3 separate regions of the Hordeum vulgare genome follow, and regions 2 and 3 are each linked to region 1. The links are chromatin contacts, called in public Hi-C maps. All regions are on one chromosome and are shown on one strand. The core of a region is the stretch at or near the end of the contact, and the rest is flanking DNA. Distances in the headings are between cores, read along the strand shown. Region 1 holds the start of LOC123406388 (mRNA cap guanine-N7 methyltransferase 1-like). Region 2 holds the start of LOC123402079. Region 3 holds the start of LOC123404636 (zinc finger protein CONSTANS-LIKE 16-like).

Region 1 (3,965 bases), core at 830-3,329:
ATGGAAGGATCCATTTCTTGTGTATAATTTGGTTTCAACTACAGAAAACTATTCAATACTTGAAACAAGCTGTGGCACTGTGTCTGCTTGCACGCACAGAGCACGCCACCACTTTAGGTTTGGTTCCTAAGGTAAATTGTATTACCATTTACTTTTACCTCGTAACAATCAGCACAAATAAGCCGTGCAGGAAAACTGAACTTCTTCCTTCGTTGTTGATCCGAGTCGCCGTTATAACGGGTCATGCAATCTTTTATCTGCCAGTGTAAAGCTCCAACACATCAAAGGAGATCACAAACTTAAAGTGTTCAATCTGTTGCTGCCTACTAGTTGAGGCCAACAAGAGGTAGGGAGGAAATCAGAAGCGAATACACAAGTTTATATGGTCCAGGACCGCTGATAAGTCTGAAGGTTTTACCAAGGACACCGATAAGAAACAAGTGAAATAAAGATTGAATATATAGCTTACCACTACCTTGAGATAAGTTTATATGCTCAAATGATTACAGTACAGGTTACAAAATAATATCTGCCAAACAGTGGCAATGTACAAATCTGCCCTATACAGAAAAGCAACTGGTAGGCATAAATGCCAAAGCATTACAGAGATGGAAAAACCTAACTCACGAACAACAGAATACATTACATTAACTTATATATATATTTATATATGCATATAATATAGGTTTATCCTGTGATGGGAAACTAACCGAGCCTTCAGCGATATCAACCCCAACATAATAGCCAACCTTGGCCTTATCCCACTTTATCAAATCACCTCCCTGCATTAACACTCGCGAAGAATCAATATATATCAGGACTGCCTTGGAACTGCAAAAATCCTTCTTATCTTAATTAACACTTGCAAAGCTATGTTTACCTTGCCACAAGCAAGATCTAGAACGCAATCTCCTGGACGCGCATACAGCTGAACCAGGACGCTCTTTATCTGTCAAAGGTGAGACTGGAGGATTAGCATTGCTTCTTACTGGTTTTACCCAACATCTTAGAGATGACATTTTCTCAATGGGTTTTAGGGGATGAATGGATGGGTAGCACAGCAAGTGGTTACCCAGTTATTGAGCTTCTTGAGGTAGATGATGGGGCTGTTCTCGCGCTCCTCGAGCGTCTGATTCGACCGGGCACTGTAGTGGTCCGCCACCCGCCTTGCACTGTTCCGCTCCTCCGAGTACCCTTCTTGCTCCCCATAGCCGCCACCTACACAAAGATCAAACCCTAGTAAGCTAGCCGTCGCAAGGTATTGGGGGTCAGCAGCAACTGGAATGGGTCTAGTGACGAAGAGACGGAATAGATACCTGCACCGAACTGGCGCTTTTGGGCGGAAGCAAGGGAGGAGGAAGGCTCGTCCTCGCGGGGTCGCTTGTTCATCACGCCGGCGATTGCAGCCTTAGCCTTCCTTCTGTGTGGTGGTTTATAATTAAAAAGCCAGCTACGAATGTTGCATACAAATTTGAACAAGACAAATTGTTGTATTCATTCATGTTTAAATATATCACTGTTGTATTCATGAAGACTAGCTATCAGTGTTGTACTCATGATTTGAATGTCATACACTTGCAACAAAATCCATCAACACAATTTCAGACAGCAGCAGCATATACCAACATGGATTGCAAAAATATGACTTGAATACCACACACATGCCACAAAAATCTTCAACATCAATTCGCGCAGGGGCTTATAGCAACATATCCAGCCAATAAATATGATTGAATATCACAGACTCGTCAAAAATTCTGGCAGCTTATTGGGTCATTGGTTATGCGCATATATACCTTGCAGGGAGGGGGTCTTGCTGATGGCTGATGCTTCTCTTCCCGATCCGCCGCCGCTGCTCTTCCCGGATCCGCCGCCCCCGCTTCCCCACTAGCCTACTACCGCCGCCGCGGTGGTGTGCCGCTTGCCCGCTCGCGCCAGCCACAGATTCTCGAGGGACAGACGAGAGGGCGGGGGAGTGTGGCGGCTGCGTCGAGGGGCAGGGCAGGGCGTGGCGGCTGGGCGCGTGTCGGAGCGTGGCGAGCCGATGATGGTTAGGTCGAGCCGTCGAGGTGAGGGGACGGGTTCCGTTTAGCGAGATTTGTTTTTATTCCCTACAAGATTAGGGCATCTTCGATGCTCATCTCAAATCAAACGAGACACCATATCCATCACGGAGACCGTCGGATGGGAAAGACAGTATCTTCCTCTGTTTTATAGACCAGTAAAAATGCCCGTGCGTTGCACCGGGAAAAAAATCATCACACCCTTTAACCATCGTCTGTTACATGACTAATTATTTGATTTATGACCCACATCAACTAATCTCAACATGAAGAATTATGCTTTCACCTTACCATCTTTGCAAAATGGCTAACAAATGTTTGCATTGTTTGGTTTGTGGCTTTGTTAGTTTTATTCTCACCTTCACCTTCACTCATGGTGGTGTACTTATTGTTCGGTGTTACTGCGAGGTGTATGTACTCTGAGATACACAAGGATCGAAAATTTATTGGATCAACTGTTGTAACCAGCTTGTTTTAAAAATAAAAAACTATCGTGGCAAGCTTATTAACCAAGAACCAAAAACATGGATAATTAATTTCCTAAAGTTAGGAATTTTTTCTTGTGGATTTATAACAATCTTCTAAAAATCTAGAACAATTTTATCCTAAACCCAAAACTTTGTTCTTAGTACATTGTCATGCTTAATAAAACATGTCTTATCTTAATATACAAGTGGTCTTAAAAAATGTCATATTTTTTCGTGCTTTAAAAAATGTAATCTAATGAAAGGAGTCGATGTATTGCAATGGAAATTATTTGTTTTATGAACGCGTCTGATTATTTCGACCTGCCCATCTCTTGTTTTTATAGGGGTAGTAGATTATTTTCTGTAGAGGTTCATGTTGCCTGGGGCTGCGGACTAAGGCATCTTATGTTTCTAGTCATAGATGTACACTGAATGATGGAAATGTTCAAGTGTTGTAAGAAATGTTTAAATTTTGAATTAATTGGTCGTCAGTAACCACGAAAATAGCATACACGCTCAAGATCTATGTCCTCTATTTTAACACGACACCCCACCAGTGTCATCCAAGTCTAGTTTATAGTGCAATTCAAAGTGAGCAATAAAGCAGAAACAGTGTTTCTTTGAATAGCACTTGTTTATGGAATCAACGGCTAGCTAGTGGTTGTACCTTAATATTGTAAATTAGTATGTTATTGAAAAGGTCGTTCACTCCCACTGGAACCGGAATACTATCAAAGATTGATCTCGATGTATATTAAATTTACAATCCCGTAACAAAACATTACAGGCAATAAATAGACAAAAGACAAAAATTATGTTATATACCAACATCAAAGAGATAGAACAATTTGTTACTCTCCATGTTGAGAAATATACACTGTATGTATGCACAAGAGATTAGCCAACTCTCCTAATCTTAATTTAAACAGAGATAACTGCAAGTCTTGTCGGTAGAATGCTAAATTTGCAAATTACAAGAAAAATGAGGCATTCTAGTGAGCATGCATCTAATTAGATAGTATCAGATGTAATTTAATACTCGAGGGGGCAAATTCCCCTCACCTTGACCAACCTGATTATTTTCTTTATTGGTAGAATCACAATAATGGAGCGTTACAACACCCATGATGAATTCCCAACATTTCCTGAAAAAAGACACGTGAAACTATCATGTCCGGGCACCTTTTCACGATGCATATCAAATACGACCTTTTTTATTTCCTCTAAAATTTGGGTGCTTCTAGTTCCAGCAGCTCACAAGGTTAAAAACCAAAAACGTCAAAATTCAGTGTGGCGGTCCTTGGCAAATAAATTCCAAGAAGTTGATCGAAGTAGTTCCACACCACTTCCTCTTTTTATTTCTGGTCCAAAACAATAGTGCCATCAACCTGAAGTGAAGAGGTCCAAATTTTCATTCTGCTCACAGTAGCCTTTA
Region 2 (3,965 bases), core at 616-3,115, 150 kb before region 1:
AAGAAGTGGCTCTCGCTAGCATGATGACGGGGATGGAGATCATGAAGATGGATCTCGACACCGTGTCGGCAATAAAAAGGTCGTGGTTCGAGAAGATGCAGGTCGACATGCTCAAGTTCGATAACGAGTGATCTATGACGTCGAGCGCCATACTTTTTGTATGCTCACAAGTGTGCTGGCATGACCACGGCCACGATGGCGTGGTCGAACTCCCGTCCTTTTTTGTCTGCTGGCATGTGTGCCGGCCGCTGGCAAGTGCGCTAGTATGAGTTGCTTTTTGAAGCTGACATTGTATGCCGGTCGGTGGCAATGGTGCCGGTATTAACTTTGGATGATGACAAGATCGCTCGCTTGATCTACTTTTCAAATGTGTGCGTGAACATTAAATTGATCCCTAGCGCACTGCCGACCCAAATCTTAAACAGGACGGGCGCGAGTGGACGGCTAATCCAAATGAAAAAAAACGGATAAATCCGTTTGAGTCGACGCGTTCGAATTTCTCTAAATCTCGCATCGTCATCATCTCTTCTGTTCCAATCCAATTCGTTAGAGGTCGCAAGTATATCCATCTGGACATGACAGCAACAAAGGTGATCCCGGTTTGAAAAGCCACATCGTAATCCTGACTCTTTTTCAGAACAGTGACGCGGGTATGGACAACGACGAACTGACGATGACATGCATGGACCGATGCGATTTTCTGTTCACGGCTTGATTGAGACTGTGTAGTCCCTTATGAACATTTGACTTGCCATGGCATCCGTTGAGATAGCCTGTGGCCGTACGTGCATCTGCTGTGATGTATGTGTTCACTAACTCACATATATACGGTTTAAGCAGCAGCGCGCTCGCAGATAGAGGAGGTGACGCTGCTACGTGCCGTTGATGATTCGCTTTCGTGGTGCGGTCACAGGCGACCCAAAGATATATGATCGCCCGGTTTGTCAGCTTGCGACGACGGACGCGATGCGCCATGCGATGGTCATGGCAGCGACAGGAAACCGAAGATTGTATGCCCGATTACGTACGCAGCGCAGGCCGCCGTACCAGGCGATGAAAGTAACCAAAATAGTGTATGCATTTTGAAGGGGCTAGCTGTACGTACGCCTGTAGTACATTGCGAGAAGAGAGCAGGCAACCATAAATGGCGCTACGTACAATGGCGGATCACCATATGCAGGGAGGTTCCGGCATATAGAGCAGTGCCGTGCGTAGATTAGTAGTAGCACAAAAAAAGGTTGATGGGTTCGGAACAGACAAAAAGAGGGTATCGATTTGACAGTGGAAGCCGTCTTGATCGGCCTACCGACACCGCACAGGAGTCGTCCCTTGAGAAGCGGTGAGATGCAGCCCCCGACGCAGGATTCAGTTGACATCTTATCGTGTCTTTAAGAGATCTATATCTATGGCTTGACCTACACACACCTACAGTTACTACATCTTGCTTGTTCCGAGAGCTAACGACCAACCAGATTTGTACTAGTAATTCTAATTCCAGAACCGGAGCGGATCGGTGGCGCCCGATGGATCGATTGTTCACATTAACGCGATCATGGATATGGAAAGGAAGTCGGGTGGGGTGACTACCGTACTAACTTGAATCACACTTAGCCGCTCGCTTTACAGTTCACGGTTGGGCAGCGTTGGCGAAAGAGCTAAAGCCAACACGTTACTACACGCACATCCTGTCACAACCCACGATCGTGTCGTGAGTAACCACACACAATGGAAACCAGCCCCGATATTCCCCTGCGCAGATCCCGTTCGTCCCAACGCTTTCACATGCGTGCACACTCCCTCCCTCCCTCCCTTCTGCTACCACCACCGCTCTACCTTGATAAGATAACCGTGTGTATTCCCGGTGGCCATGATTTCGAGCTGTGAACCGGTTGAGTCTGTCTCCGTGCTGCTGCGAGTGCCTGATGATAATCATTCACACGCAGACGGACGGACGCTGCCTCAACCACGCCCCGGCAATCTGCATCCAAAGGCGGGAAACGCAACGCAAGAGAGACAAGCGTACCACCTCGGCATCCCCATAAAATACGCCCCCCGTCACCTTTGACCCCTCCACCTTTCGCCACCACTCCCCCAGTTTCCCTTCCTTTTATAAAACAAACCAACAAACAAAAGATCACCACGCACAGGCCCAGACATACGACGCCTCCCTCAAGAACCAAGACCGAACGCACGCCGGCCGGCGCGCACCACCACCACCAAGCCCGAGGCCACCGAGGGGATGGGGAACAGCATTGGGGCGAAGAGGAAGGGGGCCAAGGTGATGCAGCTGGACGGGACGTCCTTCCGGGTGAAGACGCCGGCGGCGGCGGCGTCCGACGTGCTGCGCGACCACCCGGGCTTCCAGCTGCTGGAGGCGGAGGAGGTCAAGCTGCTGGGCGCGCGGGCGCGGCCGCTGGCGCCCGACGCGCCGCTGCGCCGGGGACGGCTCTACTTCCTCGTGGCGCTCCCGCGCCGCCCGGCCGCGGGGCCGCCGCGCCGGGCGTGGTCGGGCAACCTCCGCGTCGGCGCGCGCGAGCGGCTCGAGTCGCTCATGCTCGCCCGCCGCTCCACCTCCGACCTCTCCTCCTTCCAGGGCGTCGCCTCCGCGTCCGCCCCCGCCTCCCCGCTCCCCGGCGGCACCCCCGTGCGGCTCAGGATGCGCCTCCCCAAGGCGCAGGTGGAGAAGCTGATGGGGGAGAGCCGGGACGCGGCCGAGGCGGCGGCCAAGATCATGGAGCTCTGCGCGGCCGTGGGCGACGGCGGCGCCTGCAGCGCCAAGGTGACGCCCGAGAGGCCGCCCGGCATCCTGCGCAGCCCGCGGTTCGCCGCCACGCCCGACTGGGGCTCCGGCTTCATGCTCCCCAACCCCAAGTCGGCCCCCGGCGCGCCGCCCAAGACGCCGCAGAGGTGGCCCACGCTGCCCCGCACCAAGGAGGAGGTAACCACCATTACTATCTTCAAGATTTCAATCAATTAGCCCCATCCATTCTCCACGTGCATTGCATCACTGCGTGTCCCCTTATGCGCACTTCGTGCAACAAGAATTATATTAACTCTGAACAAGATCTACATTACATTTTTTACTTGCTGTAGTAGAATTTGCGAGCTATCCTCACCTTGACAGATATTGTATGTGAAAAAGCAGAAATCTTGGCCAGCAAATGCGTGGTACAGTACAGTAGAATTCTTGGGTTTTGTTGGATCGGTGGTTACCGTGGCACAAAAGCACCCACTACTAGCACCGGTGTAGCGTGGACAAGGTTAGCGAAACTGCAGGATGTCAGATCAGATGCCGCGTACAGTACAGCGGCAACAAGAGTTTTTCTTCTGCTGCTAGTAGTATCTGCAGAGAACATGTAGCCTGTCTCAGTGGCGCACTACACCTGGGAAACCCTTCTCCGCTCATTGCGGGAAACAGCAACCTACACGAAGCGCTTTCGTGCGGGTTTCCTCTTCCACACCATGAGCATCTGTCTTTTAACAAATAGATAGGGTTAGTAACCGTCGCAATAAAAAAAAAGAAATAGATCGATATGATGCCTGCCATTTTTGTTTGCTGTTTCTAATTTGTCTTGTGGTTCTGAATCCAGACCCACAAGTTTTGGTCTGAGGGTAGACAATTCCTGTTATACAAAAAGATCTGTGTAACACTTGTTGCCTTTCCTGAAGTCTAATCTTGTCTCCATTTCCATGTTTCAGAAGCGAGCGAGGTTCGTCGCGTTGCCGGACGAGCTGATAGCATGACCGGTATTTGCCTTGCCTTGACGGAGACGAGTTAACACATCCATCCTGCTGTCACAGCCATGCCCGGTGATCATCAGGCCAGGAGATAGAGAGTTATAAACCTATCTTCAGGCTGTTAGAGACACACTCTTGGCTTGGATCATTACTCTCATACCAACAGAACTGTGGTTTGAAGACGAGAAGCCGCCGAATGGCTTCCAATTCACCTTGATTACTAGCTT
Region 3 (3,965 bases), core at 802-3,301, 130 kb after region 1:
TATTGTTTCCTTCTTTGGGGCATCACTTTTGAGGAACTTGAAATTCAAGTGTTTTGGTGATTGTACTGCTCCAATGAGCAAAACTCTGTAGTGAGGCTTTTTTTAGCTTTATTTTTTAAAGGTCACTGAGGAGGGCAAAAGCCCTCCAGCTGAATCAGCTTCTTTTTTTTGGCTTCTTTTTTCTGGCTATGTGCATCCCTGATATCATTAAGGTAATGTGTTATTACAGAAATCCGGTGTAATTGATATTTCCATGATATTAATATATAGTTTCGTTATGAAAAAAACTGGCTAATTATCTACTATCTCCGTTCCTAAATATTAGACCTTTTAAAGATTTCACTATATACTACATACAGATGTATGTAGTCATATTTTAGAGTGTAGATTCACTCATTTTACTTTGTATGTAGTCTATAGTCAAAACTCTAAAATGTCTTATATTTCGAAACGGAGGGAGTAGTTAATTGCTACTCAGCGACACTCAAGAAGGGTTTAGTCTGCGAGATAACTGATTTATCTGCTGATTTTTCGATAACGAAATGAAAGCATGGTACCAAACTGATCTGATAACTCCGAAAAATAACGGCGCAGCAAAACGCGCAACTGCTTCTAGTGTAGAAACGCTTAACAGTAAGGGAACCTGCTAACATGCACGGGAGACTAGGGCCACGACTTGTCATCACTTGTAAACAAAGAACACCTACCAGGAGCAGTCGTGAAAGCGAAAGAACAAAGTAATCTTCGAGAGAGCGCGAGACCATTCCTCCGGCGAAAATGAAAAGGTGTGAGACCATACAGTACAAACCAGCCTCCGTGTCAACTGCACGTCTACAAGAAGTACGCCGCTGGACAAATCGACAGGGACGCGGCTCGACTGGATAAACACAGCCGGCCGTGTCGCGTAGATGCGAATAGACTGGCAGCACTGTACCACACAACAGCGCCGTGGTGGTGGTAACCGAGAAGAGAAGGCCAGGCAACGGGTAAAATTCTGGACGGCGACGTGTACCGGACACATGTGGGCAAGATCCGGGGTCCGGAGCCCTGCCGGAGCGCGGCGACGAGCTCTTTCCCCCCCGGAAGGCTGGACCGCGGGGAATCGAGGACGACGGGCATGGGCACTCCTCCCACTTGGGAGGGCTCGACGTGGACGCCCCGAATAACCAGCCCTCGTGCTCGTTTGGTATGCCAAATCTCGCGTGGTATCTCGCCGACGACTGCTTGCCATCGCGTTTTGTGAGGACGGGCGTCCCAAATATCATGCACATGTACATATGGCATTTGCATATGGACAATGGTATGTTATTGGAGCCAGGGAGGACCCTTCTAGGAGAAAAAACGACTCGTTTGTTCTCATTTGGGCACTGGACTGCAGTGTCTGTCGGGCTGATGGAATGGAACGTCTGCCAAACATATCTGAATTTGCTTCTGTATGCAGCTCCGCCAAAATGCAGACAAATAACACAGGTGAAGGTTAATCAAACTTGACGAGTGTCTATTTTTTTTTAAACTGGACGCAGGTCGAAGCATAAACACATACTGTATTAGTAAGGAAGTAGGATTAGAACATTATCCGAACAGGACAGGTTTCGGATATGGCATTTGGCTTGTAACGCAGGTTCTCGACGTGGTCTTTTCTGAACCCATGCTGGCCTCTCTGACTCTTGCATTAGCCTCCAAAGCCTGCATTATTTCTTCTTTGGTGGTAACAACTCAACCTTTTCCTGTAAGCGACACCGAATCTGGCGTTGAGCAAGCTGTATTTTTGCAGGATGCATGGTACCGTTTGCCACCACAGGTTTGGCTCTGAGTTTACAATGGAATGGCTGGAGTTTGTCATCGGGAAAGCACCACTGCCTTCAACCGTACGTACGCCCCAAACTATTTCTGTACGGAATTTAAATGGCACAACCAGCATTATAGTAGTTCCTTTTTACATGGACATGAGTTTACTAGTCAAGTGTTTCGTTTCTTCATTTCTACGTGATGACTGATGATGTGGATACATACAGGATAGGGCTTTTGAGCCAGGCTCCAGGAGCTCTCGCATCCGACGTGTCGATGTCCAGCTAGGTGGCCCCCGCCCAAAATCCGGGCGCAGCCAATCGCATATCATGGAATCGGATGGGGCATTAGCAGTAAACCAATCAGGTTACAGATAAGGCCAGCAGGCGGGTCCCGCCCCCGCGAGCCTAAAGCGCAAAGCTCATTCGGAGAAAAGGGAAAGGGCAGGGGCTGGGCCATGCATGCCTGCCGCTCAAATCGAATTGCCTTCCAAATCCAGTGATACTTTTTTGTCATTTCTACTATCTCGCAATCTTCTTCGCGTAGACGTAGGTGGGATCGCCGTGATTATTATTATTATTATACGGTACCAGAAGAAACCTTATTGTTTGCGCTGGAGGTGGTCTGGTCTGCACGTCTTGGTGGAGGCGGCGGAGATGGGTGGCTCGGATCACAATCACAAGGCGGCCGGCGGGGCCGTGGGCGGCAAGGCGGCGCGCGCGTGCGACGGGTGCATGCGGCGGCGCGCGCGGTGGTACTGCGCGGCCGACGACGCCTTCCTGTGCCAGGGCTGCGAAACGTCCGTGCACTCGGCGAACCCGCTCGCCAGGCGGCACGAGCGCCTCCGCCTGCGCGTGACGTCCCCGCTGCCGGCCGAGGGCGTGGCAACGGCGGTGAAGGGGTCGCCGGCGACGACGTCCAAGTGCCTGGACGTCGCGCCGGCGTGGCCCAAGCGGAAGGCGCGCACTCGGCGGCCGACGGTTAAGAGCGTCGGGCAGCTGCTGTCGAGACGCCTCGTGGTTCCCGAGGTGGGCGCCGGGGAGTCCTCCACGTCGGACGAGCGGAGGGCGCCGGAGGAGGAGCAGCTGCTCTACCGCGTCCCGGTCTTTGACCCCGCCCTCGGCGAGTTCTGCTCGCCCCCGCCGATCGATGACGCGGTGGCCGCGACCTCACGGCACGGCGAGGACGTCGAAGGCGCCGTGGAAGACGCGAAGGAGCTCATGGACACGCCGTCCCCCGTGCAGGAGCTCCCCGATTGTTTCGCCAGTTTCGGCCCGACGGACGCCGATCTCAGGGAATTCGCGGCCGACATGGAAGCGCTCCTCGGCCAAGGCCTGGACGATGGCAACGAGCTGGAGGACTCGTTCTACATGGAGGCCCTAGGGCTCATATCGCCGCCCGCGGAACACGGCGGGCGTGTAAAGGTGGAGGCCGACGGCGGCCTTGTCTCCAGAAGCAACGGCGTCCTGGCGGCTGGCCATGACCTGAAGCGGGAGTTCAGCGGCAGCCCGCCGACATTGGTGGATGACGACGACAGTTTCGAGCACAAGACGTCGTCGGCGAGCAACGGAGACGCCGTTGACGGTGCGCAGTTCCTGAAGAGGAGCCTGGATCTTAGGCTGAACTACGAGGCGGTCATCGCGAGCTGGGCCAGCTCGCCGTGGACCGACGGCCGGCGGCCGCCCGGCCAGCAGCTCGACGACTTGTTGCTCAACGACCACGCGGTACATGCACGATTTTGCAAGTTAACTTAACTATGCTGGATACATATAACTATATTGGAATAATCATGGTGCATGGTGTAGGGCATGTGGACGGCCGGAGGAGGAGGACGGCAGGGCGAGGCGGCGTGGCCGGCGAGGCCGAGGACGGACGGGTGGCGGGAGGCGCGGGTGTCGCGGTACCGGGAGAAGCGGCGGACGCGGCTGTTCGCCAAGAAGATACGCTACGAGGTGCGGAAGCTGAACGCGGAGAAGCGGCCCCGGATGAAGGGCCGCTTCGTCAAGCGCACCGGCGCCGCCCCGTGCGCCGTCACCTGACTCATTAGCCAGTCGGAGGACCAGGGCGCCGCTGCGCCGTGCGTGTCGATTGCTGCGCGCGCGGTACGGATTTGCGGCCTGCTCGTCAGTCACGGGCTGGCATGAAATTACACACACACCCACACACAGAATTCGTCG

Evidence for each region. Hi-C and Micro-C count contacts between places; a contact is called where the count stands out from the background.
Region 2: a Hi-C map of seedling shows a contact between it and region 1, with 2.5 times the contacts expected there. The contact joins the promoter of LOC123402079 here to the promoter of LOC123406388 in region 1. A contact is called at or near these places in 1 of 6 Hi-C or Micro-C datasets (seedling) and 1 of 1 datasets of contacts at active chromatin or transcription factors (embryo).
Region 3: a contact with region 1 is called in a Hi-C map of leaf, with 2.9 times the contacts expected there. The contact joins the promoter of LOC123404636 here to the promoter of LOC123406388 in region 1. A contact is called at or near these places in 4 of 6 Hi-C or Micro-C datasets (leaf and seedling).

What each region holds. Positions count from the first base shown.
Region 1 is chr6H:491,145,506-491,149,470 of MorexV3_pseudomolecules_assembly, reverse strand. It overlaps LOC123406388 (mRNA cap guanine-N7 methyltransferase 1-like), which reads right to left and starts at 2,079. Exons shown (of 14, transcript XM_045099893.1): 1 at 1,797-2,079; 2 at 1,317-1,417; 3 at 1,073-1,218; 4 at 881-949; 5 at 711-782; 6 at 159-257. The coding sequence starts at 1,389.
Region 2 is chr6H:491,294,078-491,298,042 of MorexV3_pseudomolecules_assembly, reverse strand. LOC123402079 reads left to right here and starts at 1,865. Exons shown (of 2, transcript XM_045095946.1): 1 at 1,865-2,938; 2 at 3,700-3,965. The coding sequence starts at 2,240. The coding sequence ends at 3,744.
Region 3 is chr6H:491,017,007-491,020,971 of MorexV3_pseudomolecules_assembly, reverse strand. It overlaps LOC123404636 (zinc finger protein CONSTANS-LIKE 16-like), which reads left to right and starts at 2,051. Exons shown (of 2, transcript XM_045098575.1): 1 at 2,051-3,512; 2 at 3,594-3,965. The coding sequence starts at 2,250. The coding sequence ends at 3,827.